Regions from separate parts of the Muntiacus reevesi genome. Here region 1 is linked to region 2. The links are chromatin contacts, called in public Hi-C maps. All regions are on one chromosome and are shown on one strand. Each heading gives the region's core, a stretch centred on a gene start, on an enhancer-like site or on the middle of the called end of the contact. The rest is flanking DNA. Distances are from core to core; before and after follow the strand shown. Region 1 holds the start of EXT1 (exostosin glycosyltransferase 1). Region 2 holds the start of MED30 (mediator complex subunit 30).

The links. A called contact is a pair of places that touch in the nucleus more often than the background predicts.
Region 1: a Hi-C map of muscle shows a contact between it and region 2, with 4 times the contacts expected there. The contact joins the promoter of EXT1 here to the promoter of MED30 in region 2. A contact is called at or near these places in 2 of 3 Hi-C or Micro-C datasets (blood and muscle).

The regions. Positions count from the first base shown.
Region 1 is chr12:33,546,144-33,549,524 of mMunRee1.1, forward strand. EXT1 (exostosin glycosyltransferase 1) reads right to left here and starts at 1,786. Exons shown (of 11, transcript XM_065902829.1): 1 at 44-1,786. The coding sequence starts at 1,005.
Region 2 is chr12:32,924,373-32,927,809 of mMunRee1.1, forward strand. MED30 (mediator complex subunit 30) reads left to right here and starts at 1,370. Exons shown (of 5, transcript XR_010658676.1): 1 at 1,370-1,693.

The DNA of each region.
Region 1 (3,381 bases), core at 536-3,035, 620 kb after region 2:
CAGGCGGCAGGGCCCGGGCTAAGCCGCGGAGGCCGCCACTTACTTCTCGTACTCGGCGTTGTCCCGGTCACAGCGGGCGTCCTTGTGCTTCTGCCAGTCCTTGCCATGCTTGCAGGTGGTGAGCAGCACTACGTCCTCCCCGTTATGGACGTGATATAAGGCATTCCTGGTGTCTGACCCTATCCCTGTCAGGTACCTCTTCCCCTTGAAGACCAGCATGTACTTCCTGAGAGGAGGGATAGTGTTAAACTTCAAAAACCCCCTCTCCCCTCCTGTCCTGGGATGATCCTTAGAAAAGAGGGGAATAGAAACATCAAAGTTGGGTCGGAAGTTTTCAGTACTGATGCTGGCTTTAGCCAGCATCGCCTGGCCGATGTCAAACCCCACGTCCTCGGTGTAGTCAGGCCAAGTGCCGGAATATAAATTAAAAATTAAATGATTCCTACCGTTGTTCCACAAGTGGAGGCTCTGCACTTTGGATCTCAGATTGTGCACATACTGAGGTGACAACTGGTCTCGGTCTAAAGTGTCCAGACTCAGGACAAAGACGCACGCCTGGCTGGGGTCCGAGGTGTAGAACCTGGAGCCCTCGATGGCCGCTAGAATGTTTTGGTAACTTTCGGCGATTTTCTCCCCTTTTTGCTGTGGGTAAACGTAGACTTTGAAGCCGTTTTTCTTGCAAAGGGTGAAATCGAAGCAGGACTCCATGCGGCACTTCTTGCCTTTGTAGATGCTCGAGTTGGCCTCTCGCTTCTGCCGGGGCGAAACGTGCACACTGGAATCCTCGTTTTCCAATTGATCCCAGGGGACGAAGGGGCGCAGAGCGTCCGGGAAGCGGGGCCAGAAATGATCCGGACTCGGGTGGTGCAAGCCATTCCGACCGCTGTGCTCTTCTCTCCGGCTGTGGCTTCTCGATGCCCTAAACTGCAAGCCTCCGAAATAAAACAAAAGGGCGAGACAAGAGCCAGCTGAGAGCAGGATGAAATAGCGTTTTTTGGCCTGCATGTGTCCTGCCTGGGTCAAGAGGATTGTAAATAAACAGAAGAATCACCCAAGTTTCCCAATCAACACTTTCAGCTCCAGTCCGCCATCTTCCCGCCCGTAAAGACTTCAAACTCTCCGCTCCCACCTTCTCTGGATGCCTTTCCCCAAGCCGTGGACTGATCCAGCGCATGTGGGCGATTTCTTTAACTTTCTCCCCTTCGGTCTTTCATCTTTGGGTTGCACAATGGACGGGAGAGAGCGGGGCGGAATATCTCGCACCCAGGGCGGGCGAGCAGCGTACTGTAATTCTCTTGCATGCAACAAGACCGAGGAAAAGAAAGAGAGGGGGGAAAAAAGCTCCCAATGCCCAATCAATGGCAAGACGAAGTGATTTCCTTGCCTCTCGGATTCCTCTCGGCAGCGTGGAAAACGAGCCCCTGGAAAGCAACTTCAACTCATCCAGGCTCCCGTGCAGAACACTCCGGTTCCAACAAGTCAGCCGATCCCCGGGTTCAGCCGGCTAGTGCATCTTGCAGCTGGGGCGCCGTAACCTCACAAATCCCTGCATCTCTCTTTATTCCCTTCTGCAGCGGCTCCGAGACTCCGGCGGTGTTTACTCCTGCGCTCGCGGGGCCGGCCCCCGGGACGCGCGGCGGCCCGGCTGGAGAAGACTGGAGGCGGCGGCGGCGGCGCTGGGTGACGGCGGCGGCGCGTCCTCCCCGCGGGCAGTGCCGGCCCCGAGCGGCGCTTCCCAGGCCCCCGCGCGATCGCTGCCGACCGCCGCGTTCGGTCGCCGAATGTTACCCGGTTCTGAATGTTACACTTACACATTCCATTCCCGACACGACAGCGCTGACCTCATCCATCCACGCAGCCCGCGCTGCCATTGGCCAAGCGTCACGTCCGGGGGGGGCGGTGCTTCCGCTGCGCCCATTCATAACCCCCGGCCACCGGCAGAGGCGCCGGCGCGGCGCTGGGGGTGCGGGCGGCGCGGGGACCCCGGGGCGCCTCGGCCGGGCCCCCGCGGGCAGAGCGCGGGGCTGCCCCGAGAGAGTCCCGCGGCCCTTCGGCGCGCCGGGATCCGGATCCCGGCCTGGGCCGCACCACCTGCAGCCGCCGCGCCGGGAAACGAGCGCCTCCCAGAGGCGCCTGCGGGCGCGCTGAGGCTGGGGAACCAGGGACCGGCGGGCGCTTCCCCGGCCCGCTGCTCCGGCTGCCCCGGTCGTCCTCGAGAATTCCTACTCATCGGCCGCCTGCCGGGAACGCCTCCCCGAGCGGGCGGCGGGGAGTGTTCGGGTTCCTGGAGAAGGATGCTCGAAAAGTGGAGCAGTGGGGCGAGCCCTTGGGCTGCAGGAGGAAAAAGAAAAAGACTTCATAGAAAGCGACCGCTGACCAGAAGGATGCCCTCTCTCTGCCCACCTTCCAGCCTCTGAGGGCCCCAAATTTTCCTTCCTACAAAGCATTTAAACAGGTCCCTTATCCCCTAAATGTTTGCTGTGTCGCTTCAGTCGTGTCCGACTCTTTGCCACCCCCATGGACTGTGACCCGCCAGGCTCCTCTGTCCATGGGATTCTCCAGGCAAGAATACTGGAGCATGTTGCCATGCCCTCCTCCAGGGCATCTTCGCAACCCAGGAATCGAACCCATTATCTCCGGCGTCTCCTGCATTGCCCATCTTTTTTTTCTTACCCCCAAGGAACCACCCCAATCCCCATTAATAAAAAGAAAATGCTACAACCAAAAGGAATTGTTTCGATTCTTCCTGTCTGTCTGTGCACTAATTCACCTATCCCAAATCACCAGTAACTTTCCGCGCATCCTTTCCCAGTTTCCGGAAGCCCTTTGTCTATTCTCTAGAAAGCTTCCAAGAGATCCAATCACACTGTGGAAAAAAGAAAGAGCTTCTAATACCCGAGAATCACCCGGTTGATTTAAGCTCCTCCCAGTACCGAAAGAGATGTTACTCTCTTTTGCGGGGAGGGGGAATGGTTTTTAAGGAGCTGTCTCCGAGGAATAGATGACTGGTAGAATGGCCAGCTGTAGATGAGACACTTGAGGCAGGAGATGACCTTTTTTGCCATTAGTACAAGCTAGTCCTTCCTTCAACAGCCCTCCCACACCCCAGCCATAAGCCCCTGCTACCCTCAGGGACCCATCACTGGACAAATCAGATCCAGAGACTCTCTAAAGATCCTCCAAGACTGCAAAGATACGCTCCCAAACAGTACTTCTGGTCAAAGCCAAGTCCCTGGCCTTGCAGCCTGAATTCTGCTTTACTGGGAACACCTCCTACCCTCTTCCCCAGCCTAAGTCACAGGGGCCTGGCCAAACTCGACAAACAGTTGCCTAGGGCAGCAAGCTGTTTAGTGATTGTTTATTATGGGAGGGACTGAGAGC
Region 2 (3,437 bases), core at 120-2,619:
GTCCTAGGACAACTTTAGTCCTTACTTCTAACTTTACCTATTTCTTCTCACTGTTATACATGTGAGCATATTTATTGAATACTTATGCTTTGAACTATAAGTATTTTATATTCAGAATCTCACTTAATACTATCAACAATTCCAAAGTTTTCCCATCATGCGAAATGCTGGGATGGATGAAGCACAAGCTGGATTCAAGATTGCCAGGAGAAATATCAATAATCTCAGATATAGATGACACCATACTTATGGCAGAAGGCAAAGAAGAACTAAAAAACTTTTCTTGAAAGTGAAAAAGGAGAGTGAAAAAGTTGGCTTAAAACTCAACATCAAAAAAATGAAGATCATGGCATCCTGGTCCCATAACTTCATGCAAACAGATGGGGAAACAATGGAAACAGTGAAAGACTTTATTTTCTTGGGCTCCAAAATCACTGCAGATGGTGACTGCAGCCATGAAATTAAAAGATGCTTGCTCCTTGGAAGAAAAGCTATGAACAACCTAGACAGCATATTAAAAAGCAGAGACATTACTTTGCCAACAAAGGTCCATCTAGTCAAAGCTATGTTTTTCCAGTAGTTATGTATGGATGTGAGAGCTGGACTATAAAGAAAGCTGAGCACCAAAGAACTGTGGTGTTGGAGAAGACTCTTAAGAGTCTCTTGGACTGCAAGGAGATCCAACCAGTCAGTCCTAAAGGAAATCAGCCCTGAATATTCACTGGAAGGACTGATGCCGAAGCTGAAGCTCCAATACTTTGGCCACTTCATGCGAAGAACTGACTCACTGGAAAAGACCCTGACACTGGGAAAGGTTGAAGCGATGCGATTTGTCCACAGTTGGGCAGTGCTAACTTTGAATTTTAGTCCAGGATAACTGGTGTGTGTGAATAAAGCAAGGAGAAGTCAGAAAGAAAACAGACTGAAAATTATATATAACATAGTGCCAAAGTCAGAAAAGGGAAGGAAGTGGAGGAATTGTATGCCACGAGAGACAGAAGTGTTAATTTTATACTTTCCGTGGTCAGGAAAGCTTGTCTGCCTTCCAGCTGCGAAAGGAAAGTAATAATACAAACGTCGTGGGCTCGTGACAAGGCAACAATCAGCAAGAAAATGAACACGAAGTCAGAGTTCTATTAAGAATTTTAACCACTGGCTGAGGCTGGGAAACGAACTGTGGGAAAGCCCACCTGCCTTCCACCCTGCGCACCACCCCCTGTCTGGAGTGCACCCGGTGATTGGCTGCTCAACACGTCCGACCCGACCGCCCGCGCGTCCAGTCCAATCCCGGCCGTCCTTGAACCACAGGTTCCCAGGGACCAGCCGAGTGGGCGGGCCCTGTGACGTCTGACGACGCGCTACGTCACCGTGGCGGAAGTCGCGGCCGCTGTTTTCAAATCAGACCGCCCAGGTCTTACTAGCTCCTGTTTACGCAAAGGCCTGAGGCCGCGCTGCGTCGGGGAATATCGCCGACACCTGCCCTCCAGCCCTGCTGACCTGACGCCGCTGCCACGCCATGTCCACCCCTCCGTTGGCGGCATCGGGCATGGCGCCCGGGCCTTTCGCCGGGCCCCAGGCCCAGCAGGCGGCCCGAGAGGTCAACACTGCATCGCTCTGCCGAATCGGGCAGGAGACGGTCCAAGACATCGTGTACCGCACCATGGAGATCTTCCAGCTCCTGAGGAATATGCAGGTGGGAAGGAGGGCGGGCCCCACTCCGGGCCGTGCGTGGAGAGAGCGAGGCGCTTCTGCGAGGGAAGGGGCAGCTGGTTTAATTGTTACGTGAGGTCCCTCGGCGTCGACGCGGCTGCCCTAGACAATCCTCGAGTACGGGGTCTCCCTCATTTACATTCAGATGCGTTCCCCGATAAAGGGTCTGTCCCCAGGATGTGAAGGTGATGTTTTCTAGACCGGATTTCTGAAAGAATGAAGCCACGTTTTCTAGATTCGACTGGGTTCTCTAGGCTCTAGGCGAACTCTTGTATCTTTCAAGGTGGAGGTGGGCCTCACTCCGCAACTCTCTTTGGGTTATTTTAATCTCATATTTTCCCACTGAATATTTTGTGATGGTTCAAGGAGTTGAATTCAGATTCTGCTTACCATTTTTGCTAAACAGCTTTATTTTGGTATAACTGACTCCCAGTACAATGCATTTATTCAGAGTTTTGACACATGTGTACTTGTGAAACCAACGTCCATCACCCCACCGTTCCCTCTGTGGCGAAGTGAGCACATTTCCGTGCCCCTTTTAAATCTTTACTTCTGGCTTTCCATCCACAGGCAATCTCCCTTTTGCTTTCTGGCATCATAAACTAGTTGGCATTTTCTAGAGTTTCATATACATGAAATCATACACTATGATTGGGGGCGGGGGGGGGAGTCTGGCTTCTTTCACTCAACAAATATCAATAGGTCATTCCTTTTCATTGCTGAATAGTATTCTATTGTATGACTATATCACAATTAGTGTATCTGTTGATGGCCATTTGGTTTGCATCCACTTTGGAGCTATTATAAATACTTCTGAGTATTCAGCTACAAATGTTTGTGTGAACATGTATTTCATTTCTCTTGAGTAGGTAGATGCCTAGGACCGGAATTGCTGGATTATGAGGGAAATGATTGATTACCATTTTAAGAAATCTTTCCAAAAGTTTCCTCATCCTTGCCAGTACTTGTTACTGTCTTTCTTTTTCCTTTTTTTTTTTGGAATTGTATATCTTTTTGTTTCCTCAGTACTTTCTCCCAGTCTGTGGCATGTCTTTTCATTCTCTTCACATTGCCTTTTGAAGAACAGATGTTTTAAATTTTGATGGAATCCAGTTTATTGATTTGTCCTTTTACAGATTTTGGGTTTGGGTGCCATACCTAAGAAATCTTTGTCTAACCCAAAGATTACTTATGTTTTCTTCAGGAAGTTTTATAGTTTTAGGTTTTACATTTAGGTCTATGATCCACATAGAGTTACTTTTTTAAAATAATGATAGATATGGATTTTTTTTTTTTTGCATTTGGATATCATGTCATTCCAGCACCATTTTACTAACCCATTTTTAAGGCGTATCTTATTACTGTGTGATGTGGATATCATTCTTGTTTTATGTATGAGGTTTCTATGGCTCTGAGAGGTGAAGTGACAGAGGTGATAGTCAGTGTAGGGTAAATTTGAAAAGGTCCTCAGACTCTCTTTCAAACTCTTACTTTCGCTGGTGCACTAAAGATTGTTTTATTGCCTTTTTACATAAAATGATTGGGTGTATTTCCTCTTGATTCTAGAAGTAATACAAGTAATACAACTGTATGGAAATATAAGACCCTGTCAATAAGCCACTGTGAGATAAAAAGGGAATCCAAGAGGAGATATGAAATCTTTGGCAATCATTTCAAAAATTTATAGATTAAAATGTAAGATGACTAAAGTACAGATTAAATGATCT